Regions from separate parts of the Zea mays genome. Here region 2 is linked to region 1. Evidence: chromatin contacts called from public Hi-C data. All regions are on one chromosome and are shown on one strand. The core of a region is the stretch at or near the end of the contact, and the rest is flanking DNA. Distances in the headings are between cores, read along the strand shown.

Region 1 (7,335 bases), core at 1,743-4,242:
CTGGTGTCATCTATCTTGCGAAAGGGAGAAGATGATCTAGCTCAGCTATATGCCTTACGGACAGTCGATAATATATGTAGCCAAGGAACTGAATGGACATCCCGTTTTGCATCTCAGGATGCGATTGGACATCTGTGCTACATCTATAAAGCAACTGGAAAGCAGGAGAGTACGAGGCTCATTGCAGGATCTTGTTTGGCCCGTCTCTCTCGCTTCAGTCCATCATGCATTCATTTAATATTGGAAAAGATATCATTCAAGGATATAGCATGCACACTTATCAAGGGAAATACACGTGAACAGCAGATTAGTCTTAATATTCTCAATTCGGCATTAGTTAATAGTCACACTGTGACAAGCATGAACCGGTATATTCTTTCATTATCAGATGACAAACAATTGGTCCCCGGGCTCATTTCTCTAATAGAACAGGGAACTGATGTTCTACGTGGGAAGACCCTTTTGTTTGTTGCTCTGCTTTGCAAGAATAGTCGAAGGTGGCTTCCTCATTTCTTTTGCAATGCAAAATTAATCTCAGCTGTTGATAGACTGGGAAAAGAGAAGGAGGGTTTTATTCATCAATGTACAGAAGCATTTGTGCAGTTGGTTGCTTCCTTGGTCCCTGGTATTCTTGACACTGTCTCCAGTGATATACAACAGGTTATGGTTGGCAAACGCCATGGACCTGTTACTGCTTTAGCTGGGCGAGCTCATCCAAAGAGCACAATTCATCTGTTCCCTGTTATTCTTCATCTTCTGGGAAGTGCATCCTTCAAGCATAGAGTTGTGACAGGCCATGTATTGCTTCAGTTGGCAAATCTTATTAAGATTTTGGAGGCACCGTTTCAGGTATGATTTTTTGTGAACTTTATGGATGTTTCATCCTGATGAGATGAGAGTATGTTGAGATTTTGTTCATTATACAACTGCAACTTTGGTGCTTCCTTGCCTTTTCAATGTTTTGTATCACATGATCTATTTGTTGAAAAGTTCTTGCCTTGAGGGATTATTTATGCCCATGTTGCACTTTCAGGCTAGGGATGATTTCCAAATGACATTGTTGCGAGTTCTTGAGGCTGCTACAGAGGAGCCTTCTGTTATACTTAATGAACACACAGTATTCATGAGTCGTATCATTCCAAGCTTATCTGTCTTATACAAGGGCAATAAAGATGGTGATGCCAGATTTCTTTGTTTGAAGATACTCGCAGATGTTATGATTGTGATCTTCAGTGATTCTTCATTAACTTCTGACGAACAAACAATAACTGATCTGAAATCAATCTCTCAGAGGCATTTTCTACCACTGTACCCTTCTTTTGCAGAGGATGAAGATCCCATACCCATATATGCACAAAAACTGCTAGTAATGCTAATGGAACATGGTTGTGTAAAAGTCTCTGATATTCTGCACAAAGCAACAGTATCCCAGTGCTTTGAATTTTTGCTAGGAGATCTTTCAAATGCAAATGTAAGCAATGTCAAGCTTTGCTTTGCCCTGGTATCTGCACCTGAGATGGACACCTATATTCTTTCTCAGCTTCAAGTTGTTAGAAGAATAGGGAACCTACTCGAGTTTGTTGCTGCAAAAGACATGGACGATTTTCTTGAACCAACCCTGGAACTTTGCAGAGCTTTTATTATTCGTGGCACTGGCAGCAACAGAAGTGTCGCCCTCTCCAAAAACCCGGCACTTCTTCTTGACAGTGCCTTCAGCATGAGTATTGCTGTTGATCAACAAACTTGTGTCATGGATATATGTGACTTCGGTGGCAACATGGGTATTTTTCTTGAGCTAGTTGGCAATTCAGATCCGCAGATAAGTGATTTAGCATCAGATTGTGTAGTGTTGTTGCTCAAGGCAGCACCTCGAGAGGCTACAGTGGGCTTGTTGACAAGTCTTCCTAAATTAAGCACTGTCATGGACTTGCTGAAGCATGACAGCCACCGATGTCTGATTCGCTTATTATATGGCCTAGCCTTCTCATGCAGACAATACTTAGCCCAGGGAATGATCCTGTCAATATCAGTGCCAGCTTTGATGCGAGTTGAAGCACTTGTTTCAGTTTTCAAGGGCTCCAATGATAGCCTTCTTGCTGATGCTGCTTCTTATTTGAGCGCCGAACTGCAGCGCTTACCTCGCTGTGGTTGAAGGTGCAACTTGGCCAAGGAGGCAGGTTGGCTGCTATTGTTCAAGGATGCGCATGTATTCCTTCATCCTTCGTGCACCATGTACATGATGAGCTGAGCAAGTGAGCAGGACGTCATCAAGTGAAGGTACTTTACATCAGTGGCTGATCTCAGTTGCCTCAATGGCCAAGTGACACTTTCCGCTCGTAGATGTGCAGGGTGCGAGGGTGTTTTATGCTATCATTTATGTGCATTTCGGGGCTGCTGTATATGGCGCTTTTGAACAATACCTTGAAGGTGGCTAGAAGCAAAAGAACACTTCGTTCCCCCGCCAATTTTGGTTGGCAATTACCTCAGTTTCATGTAATTCTGTAGTACCTGTAATTTTATTGAGAATACTGTAGTCCAATTTCATGTGTACATTTATAAATTCCTGTGAAGTTCCATGTAGCTGTTAAAGAGTTCCCCATAGCTCCTGAATCTTTGGTACTATTGTGTATTTTTTTTTACTTTTTACAATAGTGATAACGTGGCCCATTTCGAAGCATTTTCCTATCTTATTTTGCGCAAATTCGTGGTAACTGGCTATTTTGTCGATTGTTGTTGCCTGCTTTAGTTCAGTTGTGCACTTTCCGAGTTCTACAGCCTTTGACAGCAAATTTTGTGCAGATTTACTTTTCTCTGCATGCGTGTCCACTCCTAACTGGCAGAAGAAGGCATCGCACCAATGGTCAATATGGTAAGACGAAAACTTTGTCCTTATGTTTCGTCATGGCTCATTTGACTCGCCATGTGGCCCATATCCATGTGGTCTTTATTATTCCTTGCAAAGATTTGGTACAGACTTTTCCTTATGCACTGTATCTGTCACGACTTGTAAAGCGACTGTACAAAGAAAACCGATACGCGGGTCGTGGTGGTGGTGTCGTCTGCTTTCGCTGTCATTTTTAGAAGAGAAATTGGCCCTCGAGAACGACCTGCCTATAGGCTATAGGTCTGCGCTGTTTGTGGCTTGGAAATTTTTCATCCGAAATTTGCTGTGCGATTTAGATCATATTTTTCTTTGGTGGTGTGGTTGGTCATAATTTGAAGAGACGAGCACTCGAAAGATGCAGTTACCAAATTAAACTGTTAGTCTAGACTGAAGGCTAGGCGCCTAGTAAATTATTGGATGAACCACATATTGCCGTCCAAGAGTGTATTGAGCCTGGTTTTGTTTAAGGCTGATGTATGTCGAAGTAAAATGTATTATTTGACCTATCTGCAGCCATCACCGAACCCGGACGAGACACGACTCTGAAGTTTTGAACCTTAAGCTTACTGACAAGAGGCCTTGGGGCATGTGAGTAGCTCACAAGTCATAATTCACTGCATTTTACTTCAATGAAATCTACGGTTCTTGTTTGGTGAGGCCAGGTGATAAAGATGTAGGTCGATTAAAGGATGTAAAGTTGTATTACAAAAACAAGTACAACTGGTGCATTATCAAGTTGATGATTCAAATGGTGTGTGTGTGTGACCAAGGATGCACCGGGTCTCTTCAAAGTTCAAACCCCTGCTGCAACTTGTAGCCGTTGTACCGACCTCTAGTCCATGAGCCAGAACATCAATTCACACTGACAACGCCAGAATACCAAATTTGATACGTACGTAATTCCCTGTGGAACGAAGGTCCATGGCACCGCGACGGACCCGAAGCTCCACTAGAAAAAATGCTTCCGTAGAGCAGTTGACCCAGACCCAGAGAGACAGAGACCTCTGCAGCTACAGCCTACAACAAGGAAACTCCCCCATCCAGGCATGTGAGCAAAGCCGACGGACGACGTGTAGATACCAATACCATACTACTAGCCCGCCTGCATCGCCATCCACCAGGCTCCGTGCTGCGACCATGGGGAAGAAGGTGTGCCTGCTCATCGTCGACGAGAACATCCTCATAGCGTTGGCCGTCGTCGCCGTCGTCGTCCTGGCGTTCGTCGCCCTCCTCCTGCCCCCGCCGCGCCGCCGCGGCTTCTTCTGAGAGCACGCCCAGCTAGCTGGTCGAGTCCCAGCTCTCTTCTCTCTGCCTGCGTGCGTGCGTGTATGATCGGTACAGAGGTTCGTTGTCATCCATTCTCCAGCGCCTTGATGTCTCGTTGATCTGGAGTCTAAACGAAAGGCATGCTTAGTTGTCATGGCTCACATCGCATTCTTGTATACGTATATTTGCCGGCTATAGTTAGCTAGCATTTGTTGTTCCGTAATCATCTCGGATACATATGTATGTGTATGTGGCTATGGGATCTTGTGCAGTTCGTCGCATATAATAGTATCTCTGTAATCATCACGTATGTATTCCGAGTGCTAGAGTATATTAGGCAACTTTTGATATGGTTGGTTTATAATTGATTGGATTGATTGCAATCTCGAAATAACATTCCTTATCTATTAGAGTATATTAGGCAACTCTTGATATGTTTTGTTTATAATCGATTGGATTGATTGCAATCCTGAAATAACATTCCTTATCTGTTAGAGTACATTAGGCAGCTCTTGATATGATTAGTTTATGATTGATTAGATTCATTGCAATCCCGAGATAACCTTCCTTATCTCCAAGCCATTTACTCCTATATATTCAAGCTAGGGACTCAATGCAATACATCCCACCATCCCATTCCCATGCATTATACACAATCCCTCCTTCATTCATGGTATCACGACTCACGAGTTTAGTTTGAATCCCTTGGCCTCCGACTTCCGCTGCCCCTAGGGAGATCCATCTCCGCTAGAGGCAACACCCTTGAATGATGTGTCGCGGGTCCCACCGATCCTCCACGATCGTTGCCACTATAGGATGCCCGACAGATCAGTTTGATCATGTCGTTCCTCGTCATCGTTGGTCGTCGTCATGCTTTACTAGATCAGAGATCTCACCGCCACGCCTCCACCGACCGATCCGTGTCGTCCCTTCGCCGCCAAGCCACATGGCTCTCCCAGATGGTCGCCTTCGCTGATCTATCAACGTCCCTCTGCGTCGTGGCAACCGCAAGGCATGCCACTCTTCATTAGGCTATGGTGCCGAGACATGCATGGTGGCCCCAGGAAGCAAGCCCCCATGCCATGGTGGTTGCCACTCCACCTGATCTGCATCACCCCTTCGCCCCTAGGTCACACGGCTCTCCCCGACGATCGCTCCTGTCGATCTATCGGCATCCCACCACATCGTCACGACCAAGCCGCGCCTCCTTGAGCCGTGGTGTCGGGACATGGTGGTCGCGGGAAGCACGGTTGTCACACCCAGTTTTGGAAGACAAAACGAATGTGAACTATGTACGTGTCACGATCAGAAACTGAAAGCTCTCTTGTGGATTTTGGTGGTTTGGATGACAATCCAATTAAAAGACTAACAAGTGTGCTAAGTGTTGAACAGGTGCTTAATGCAAAGCTAACAGGGTTCAACACAAGTGAACAAGTGTGATGGTCCAAAGACTAGATTATCTATAGATATTGGACATCACAAGTAAGATGAACATTGCTTAAGTGAGACTCGGTGTGCGTAACTCAGAGACAACCGATCAAGCCAAGGATGGAGGCAAGAAAAGCTTCGAGGTACCGAGTGCACGGGAGAAGGCCAAGGAGACCAGGAACCCAAAGCCAGGGGTGAAGAAGAAGACTTGCAAAGTCAAAGTTGATCGAGTTAAGAAGAGTTATGGTGCATCAAGGATCACTATATAAGGACATGACTTACAACCAATGAGGTAACATCTACAATTATGTGGTGTAAGTCATAAGGCTCAAGATCAAGCTCGAGAAGTGAACAAGGGGGTTGGAGCTCAGATATGTCAATCTAGATCAAGTCAAGTTGACTTGATAGTTTAGAGTCCAACATCAACCTCAAACATGCCAAATTGGGTAAAACAATGAAAAAGGTTAAGTATGTAAGGTTTGAGTGTTCAACCATGTTGCATACACCTCTTACTACAAGTTTGGTGCTTTGGTTTGCTCTCTAACTCTTTCTGTATAGGAAGTGCCATTCTGAGCTCTGCTTGAGGAGAAATAGAAAAGCTAGGAGAAGAACAAGAAAGAGGTAAGTTTCTAGGACTAAGTCAATTGGATTATACTCTAAATGTGTTTGTTTAAGTGTCAGGAAAATCCTCCCAAAAGTTGAAGTCAAACGGAGAAAGAATGGAGGAAAAAGCACTTAGTGTGTTGTTGTCCGGTGCACATGACAGTGAATAGTAACTGTCCGGTGCACAAGACAGTGAATAGTTACTTTGTCCGGTGCACAGGACAGTGAATAGTAACCTGTCTGGTGAACAGAACAGTGAATAGTAACATGTTCGGTGCACCAACGGCTAGCTCTTCCAGAGAAGGAAACTGTCAATTAGATCCATTACTGTTCACTGTCTGGTGGCGCACCGGACAGTCCGGTGCACCCGCAACCAGGGAAGGCTGGGAGCTTCCAAATGAAGCTCCAATGGCTCCTAGGCCCTTTGGGACTATAAAAGGGACCTCTAGGCACCTCCAACAAGTACACAAGAGTAGCCAACAAGTCCATACATCATTTGGATCAATTCTTTCTCTCCCTCTCTTGTGTATCTCTCTAGTTTGTGTAGAGGCGAAGTTATAAGCCTTTAAAGAGAGGGGAAGTGCTGCTGAGAGCTAGAGCAAAATCTTGAGCGTATTGTTACTCTGCCGGAGTGCTGTCGAGAAGATTGTAAGCAGCCACGGCATCGTTGTAACTGATATCAACATAGTGGAAGGCTCTATCTGTCATATTGACAGATCTGAGCAAACGAAGGAAGGAGTTGAAATAGACTCCAAGCCAAGGTGTGGCTAACTCCAATGAGGACTAGGCAAGCATTTTAGGCTTGACCGAACCTGTTGGGGGCCTTCTTCTTCACCGAAGGTCCTCCAAGCAAAAACACCTTCGTCAGGATGATATGCAAGCAGACACAACACGAAGCTATTTACCGAAGCTACAATCTAGGAAGCTTCGGCATGATGACATACCTTAAGACGAAGGGCGACACCGACTTAAAGAGGAAAAGACCGTTTAGTCCATGATAATTTGTGTCATGTTTATAATTAGTTATCAATGACATAAATGTAATTTCGACTGGGCTGCGTCCCATGCCTATAAATAGGTGAACAGTAACCCCGTACTGTTCACGTTGTCTTGCAATCCCTCGCACGTCATTTTCGGATTTTTACCTTCTGTCA
Region 2 (7,084 bases), core at 3,066-5,565, 39 kb after region 1:
ACTCCTCGGTCACCGGTGAAGGCGCAGAAGTCTCCTCTATCGCTAAGAATCTCATCAAAAGCTTCGGCTTCGTCCCTAATCTACCGGATAACGCCATCAGGATCACCATGGATAAAGTTTTGCTCCGAAGAGAATGTGCCAACCTTAGCAAAACTATTTTCAAGTTATTACAACATTCCATAGCAACCTTGTAGCATTCCTCTTTAGCCTGATGAAGCTCCTCGAAATTTTTCTGAACCCTCAATCGTTACATATCAGATATCTCACGTTTTGTTTGTTCCACATTGAAATTTTCAGTTACTTCATCGAGCTTCTTCTCCAATCCTTGCACTTCGGATCTGTGCAATCCCACCTGAATAGATAATGCATATTATAAGTCAGCAATACACTTCACATCTTTCTCTTGCTTCCTTTCAAACTCCTTGATTCTTTGTTCTGCTTCGGAAAGGCTAGACAGCCTAGCTTCGCTAGATTTTAACCTCTCAACCAAGGAGAGTAGGATTTTATCCTTCTCAAGAGCTTCATTCCTAAGTGTTATAACTTTCGAACGAAGGTTTCCAAAAGCTATCTGAGTGCTTTCGTCTTCGGCATCCTTTTGGGCTTTCAAAGCTTTGCTGAGGATTAGACCCTCACAAAACAAAAAATATACAAATATTAGTAAGTATTACCACAAATCGTTTGCCGGAAACTCGCCTAGCAAAAATCAGCAAATGCAGAAATATAAATATTCGAACCTTCAAGCCGTTACAATCAAAGTTGTCTGCAAGTTGGTCCTTTGTTATTGCAGATAGGCCAAGCTCAAGCTTCGGATATCCCATGTTGTCCATCATCTCCCGATAGACATTTATCTCCTTGCTGTCTGGTAGATAGTAAAGGAAGCCATCTTCGTCGTTTCCTCCATATATCAAGGACCCTCGGGAGTATTTCAGGTCCTTTGCATAATGTTGTGCTTCGGCAATTTGCTCTTCTGATAGTTGTTTCCTCGAAGCATGTCGAACAATATATTCTAAATCATCTTGAGAGGATGCCTCGGGCATAGGTGATGTTGGCTTTTTCGCAAGACTTTCCTTCGCCAGCTTATTAAAAAATTCTGAGCATGATATTCTACTGGTTAGATGACTTCACCTAGTGTCTCCCGCCCTTCTTCCATCAGGGCGTGGGTTCGAATCCCACCTCTTGCATCGCTTTTTTAACATTTTACTCTGATTTAACCAAATTGCCCGACGGGCTAACGGTCCGGCCTGACACAGTCAGCAGGTCGGCGGGAGGTGTGTTTTGGGCCGTAGAGGTTGGTTGCGCGGAGGGGACGAGCGTGCAACGGGTTAATTTGAAATAGATGTGAGGGGTTATTTGTAAAAAGATGGTGCTGGACGACGTTGAAACTGATGCTTTAATATAGTATAGATATTCATAGTTTCACAGACCATATCAATGTAACACCAAATTAACACAACTCATCACCATGAATTCACAATTAACATACATGTTCATCAATTTAACCCAAAGTTATATTAGACCAATTTAACATAAACATAGTTCATCAATCATTAATTTAACTCATAGGTCATAGACACTATATATATATATAATGTTTATCAATTGTTACATAAATGATATGTATATGGTTCTATTTTGCTATCGCGAGCTAGCTCGTTAATGAACCGAGCTAGGATGTCAGCTCAGTTCGTGAAAAAATTCAAACGAGCCGATTCGAGCCGAGGCAAACTGACCATGAACCAAGCAATCCGACGAGATATGAGCATTTCCTCTAACCCTAAGAGATTTGTGGACAACTCAGACACTTATGATAATATACAAGAGGTAAAATATACATACATTTATTAAAGAAGTGTGCATGCACAGATGTTTAAAGGTAGGTTTGATTGAGATTATCCATCTAGATTATATAATTTAATTTATTTTATACTAAAGTTTAATTTAAAATAATTTAGATTATAAAATTTTAAGATTATAACCGCAAACAAAAAACCCCTAATTTATCCCGTCTATGCTCTTATGCAAAAGGGAAAAAAAGGACCAATGCATTTTCATGCGGCGTGGAACTGTCAAAGAGATAACACATATCACTTCTTGGCGAAAATGAAACCAATTACGTATAAAACTGCTCTTATGCAAAAGGGAAAAAAATGTACCAATGCATTTCATGCGGCGTTGGAAGAGATAACACATATCACTTCTTTGGCGAAAATAAAACCAACTACGTATAAAACTTAGCCCCTCTTTGTAGGGATATTGTGTTACCAGTTACCAATTCTAGTTCTAGCTCATCTGAAAAAATAGTTTCTTTCTGTTGAGCACCAAAAGTGACAGCCCTAGGGCCCAGACGGTCCACGACCCCACGATCAGATCAACTCAGATGATTATCTTTATCTCATGCGTGGTTATCCATCTAATCACGTGGGAGTTGTTGCCTATCTCCTAGAAATAGATCTAGACCTCATCCCCTATAAATATAAAGGGGTACGACCGATTGAGAACCCCAAACACATTCCAATCAAACCAATTACTTTCTTTATCATTTCTGTCCTAGGAGTAGATATAGCGAAATTCTAGTTATAGCCTTTCGCATATCCACCTCCACCCCTATTCGACTCTACGTCGTCTAGATCCATCTTGAGTGGCCTGCCGACTCCAAGACGACCCTAGGATCTTACCCCTCCCGGGAGGCAAGATCTATTTATCCACCCAAGGCCTCTTCCACGAATTGATCTCTTAATTCTTAGGCGATCCCACGTCGTCTAAGGACGCCTCGAGTGACCTATCGATCCAGGACGCCTTAAGATCTCTTCCACCAAGCGGCGAGATGTAGGTTCCAGCGAGGAGGAGGAAGACGACCCTGCGTCATCGTGAACCGTCCGGCCCTGTGCGCGGATCGTCCGGTGCGACGCAAGGAAAACGTCACTCCTGCGCCCAGATCGTGGACCGTCCGGCCTAGAGCCGCGGACCATCCGTGCCGCCGCAGAGGACACTGTCAGGCGTTACACCCCTAATGTTTGGCGCTGTCTAGATTGGCGCCAACACTTTCTTGTGTTTAGGAGAAGTCTGTGAAGTAGCATCCTATTTTGTTTGAAAAGCAACTCCTATTTTTTGGAAGCGAGAACGAAGAGGAGAGAACCAGAAAAGGCTCATTTTTGGGCTCCTAGCTTGGGCTCCTAGCTTCGTTCGTGTCTATGAACGTCTCTTTCCTATTTTGATGGAGAAGTCATCGAAGCGTTTGGTAGATTGTGTGAAGAAACAATTAAAAGAGCCCTTAAAAGAGCTATACCATTATACCAAAGGGTCTTAAATACTCAACATGTTAAAAAAAGCCATAGAAACGACTCAACAAGCAGCGTTAGTGACAACCAAGCTATCTCAACGCAGCCAAAAAAAATATAAGTGAAGGTCTAACATTTAAGTGGGAGCCTAATAGAGAGACGCTAATTAAGAGCTTGTTCGATTTAACTCGTAAAATCAAAACCTGACAGGTACCCAACCTAACGGGTGTAGGTACAGGTGAAGATTTTGACCTGCGGGTGCAACTCGCACCCGACCTAAAATTTTGCGGGTGTGGGTTTATATTTCAATCCACGGGGGACCCGCACCCGATCCGAAATTTGGTTCATTCTTTATTTTACGTAAAAATGGTTAAAATATAATAGTAATTATTTTGGACAAATAATCTGGACAATGATTTATAAACTGTTTTATTGCTCAACGTGAGAAGACTTAAAATACATAGATATAACTTAATTATTGTAAGTACTTAATTGATTATAGCTTAATTATTGTTTAAAAGGATATACTAAGTAAAACCCCGTGAGTGAGCCAAAACCGACTGGTTCGAGTCCGAATTTGGAATTGCACTCAAGGGTGCGACCACGGGCGGTCTTACATAGACTTTATTTGTGAGATCGCGGACGGGTTTTTGCTTCACTCGATTCGATCCGACTCATTGTCATCTCTAACTGGATTGAAGTAGATTAAATCAGCTTTTATTTAAATTTAAATAGGAGGAGATTTTATCATATCAAATTTCTCTTAATCCATGACTAACCGAACATGTCTTAACAAATCTTTGTAGTTATAATAAATAAGATAAAAATGCAGTAAACAAAAAAAATGAGTGGGGCCATGTCTCCAGTGGACATAACGTGGGTCCGCCCAGCGTGGTCCAGCAGCAAAGGAACTGAAGCAAAGAAAAAAAAAACAAACATCTCGTTAAAAAATAAATAGAAAAGTGAAACGAACACGAACACCTACCCCGTGTAAATACTATTCCGGACAGGCGCACGGGCGACGCGAGCGAAAGCGCGAGACAGCGCGAGACAGAGGCAGCGGAAAAATAGCTAGACAAAGACAAGAGAGAGGAAGGAAATAGTGTCCTGCCCCACACCACAGTGGTGGAAGGAAAGGAAACGGGAGGGAGAGAAAAACCCAGGCCCCCCGATCTCCTCCTCCCACTCCGATCGCCCGACCGATCGCCGAGCTTCCCTGTTCCCTCCCCGCCCCCGCGACGCCGCGACGCCATGGAGCCGCCGCACGCCGAGCAGGCCGTCGCCGCTGTAGCAGCAGGAGGAGAGGGCGGCACCGCAAGCCCGGGCACCGGCCTCGAAGGTGCTGCCTGCTTAACGTTTTTTTTTTGTTTCGTTCAGATCTCCGGCCGGGCGTACGGCCGCGCGGATCTCTGGTGGCTTCCCGATGTAACCGCGTGGTACGAGAACGCGTGGCTTTTGCAGGGCCGGTGCTTAGGCGGGGGCTGGACGGCGGTGGGGAAGGGGAGGACGGGGAGCTGGGGGCGGGGCAGGAGGCGAACGCACGGCTACCAGAGCGGCCTGGCGAGGCGGACTGTGGCTACTACCTCCGCACGGGCGCCTGCGGCTTCGGGGAGCGTTGCCGCTACAACCATCCCCGCGATCGTGGCGGCACTGAGGTGCGCGCGGGCGGACGATTTTCTCCAGCCTCTGCTTCCCGCTCTCTTGCTTTCTCAATCTTCCCCGATCTGATCCGTGTCCGCGTCCGACACGCTGCTGCCGGTGAATTGAGATAGTTACCGTTTGAAACCTGTGAGGATCAGACCGCAACCGCAGAAACTAGCGATTTGGGTAATGTGGTTCGTCCAGAGCGGATTATGCACACTGCTCTTTGTGGATTTCTCCATGGTGTCTTGTTGTTATTTGACATCGGATGACAGCGTCAAAGTTTTGATCTGCCTCACTCGAAACTGCACTACTGAGGTTCCTTCCTTTTATGGTTGAGACACAATCCTTTCTCTTTCTTGTTTGCTTCAAATTTACTACTAGTTTGTATTTATTGGCTTCCAAATAAATGCATATGTAGAAAGCCAATTGCTCAGCCCCTGTTTTCCATTTTAGATGTTGTCATGGTGATCCTGAGTTCCTGACAAGCCATGACGCAACACAAAAACTTACTTCTAAAAGCCAATCCAACTTTCTTGGAGAGTCAAAGCATATCAAGTTCAACCAAATTTATATAATAAAATAATACTCCCTCTGTCCATCAACGTTGGACATTCTTGCAATTCTAAGACAAGTTAGGACTTCGGAGTAGTGGTAAAAGACACATGTACCCTGGTTATTTGTTTGATTACAAGGCTGAAGTAATTCCAATTAATGCTAATTTCAATCAATAGCAGCGGTATCCAAGCGGCACAACCCTGCAGCAAACTTCTGGCGAGAGGAGCGATGGTCGCTTGGCTTCATGTGGTGGTGTGGGGAATTGGAAATGGAATGGAGGAAGTGAATACGGGCTCAAAACCCATAGTGAAAAACGCTCATGGGCATGTGAATAAGGCTAGAACGTCTAACATTGATGGCCGGAGGGAGTAATATTTTTTAAAAAAACTCTACCTGCGGGGGGGGGGGGGGGGGGGGTAAGACAGCCCGGACATTATATTAAGAAGAAGACCTTCCACACAGGTCGAGAAAACCCCCAAACCCCTGCCCTACCCATACACAACGGCACCGTAGCCCATGTGAGAAACGACCGCGACCGGGATCGAGCCTTAGGCCTGTGCTTTGGCGTGGGACAGATGAGGGGATCTTTTTAACCATAGCCTAAAATTCGCTGTAATATTTATAATACCAAATATGTAGCATTAGATTCTGCATTAGTTAAATTTTCATAGTATACCTATTTGAGATCATAAATCTTTGTAATTCTCGTCAAACTTGAGATGCTTTGAGTCTCAAAAAAATTGAAATGATTTATAATTTGGAACATAGGGAGTGCCTTTTCTTCCCCCATTTTGTAGTTTTTAGGAAAAGTTTGCAATTTTTTGTTCCTGTGAAAAGTAGAGGCGGTCATCTTTGTATCCAAGACTTATATTAACAAAATGCTGCTATACTTGGTAGCTGCAAGTTATATTTTAACCCCGAGTGTTTTTTTTTTCAAATTATATGTTTTATGACCTGTAATGCTTGCAAATGATCACAACTTCGAGTGTTGCTATTACTCATTATTTACTGTTAACACCTGCAAGTCTGCTTCTGATGATCTGATCCCATTTTTCTGATCCTAAATGATTTAGGATATCTGAGGTCTGCTGCAACCAAATCTCTAGCTGCCAATTGCTAATGTTTTCTAATAGATTCGTAGCAAATGGCTTCACAAAATTCTCCTGAAACGCCAAGCTGATAAATAGTTTCTTCTTAAAACCTATTTCAAAAATTTTAGTTTGGTGGAGGTGCCAAGAATGGCGCAGCACAAGACTTTCCAGAACGACAGGGCCAACCTGTATGCGAGGTACATTAACACCTTCACACATGAGTTTAACTATCTTTCTAGAAATCTGGTTATCAATCAGACATTGAAGCATTAACCTGGCAACTCCTGCACACTATTTGCATGCTCCCAGTGTAGCTTGTCCATGAGATGCAGGGTGCATAAATATAAAGGAATGTAAAGATTCATGCCTGACTTGTTAACTGTTGGTGCTTTACCATCTGTTCTTTTATTTTTCTATAGTATTATTTGAAGACTGGAACTTGTAAATTTGGTTCCAATTGCAAATATCACCATCCTAAGCAAGATGGATCTGTGCAGTCTGTTATATTAAACAACA

The links. A called contact is a pair of places that touch in the nucleus more often than the background predicts.
Region 2: a Hi-C map of leaf shows a contact between it and region 1, with 4 times the contacts expected there. The contact joins the promoter of LOC100284111 here to the enhancer-like site in region 1. A contact is called at or near these places in 12 of 25 Hi-C or Micro-C datasets (bundle sheath, ear, endosperm and 4 more) and 1 of 3 datasets of contacts at active chromatin or transcription factors (seedling).

What each region holds. Positions count from the first base shown.
Region 1 is chr8:5,221,454-5,228,788 of Zm-B73-REFERENCE-NAM-5.0, forward strand. LOC103634684 (serine/threonine-protein kinase RUNKEL) reads left to right here. Exons shown (of 12, transcript XM_035961589.1): 9 at 1-849; 10 at 1,034-2,277; 11 at 2,800-2,869; 12 at 3,398-4,514. The coding sequence ends at 2,152. Among protein-coding and RNA genes, the nearest start is that of LOC103634684, 18 kb to the left of the region's middle. Within about 2 kb of position 2,993, at least 11 of the 20 cell types and tissues checked have an H3K27ac peak or open chromatin away from gene starts, as enhancers often do. A contact at or near this core is called in bundle sheath, leaf and leaf mesophyll, where this site is marked.
Region 2 is chr8:5,258,842-5,265,925 of Zm-B73-REFERENCE-NAM-5.0, forward strand. It overlaps LOC100284111, which reads left to right and starts at 4,316. Exons shown (of 8, transcript NM_001412744.1): 1 at 4,316-4,617; 2 at 4,740-4,933; 3 at 6,697-6,765; 4 at 6,988-7,084. The coding sequence starts at 4,530.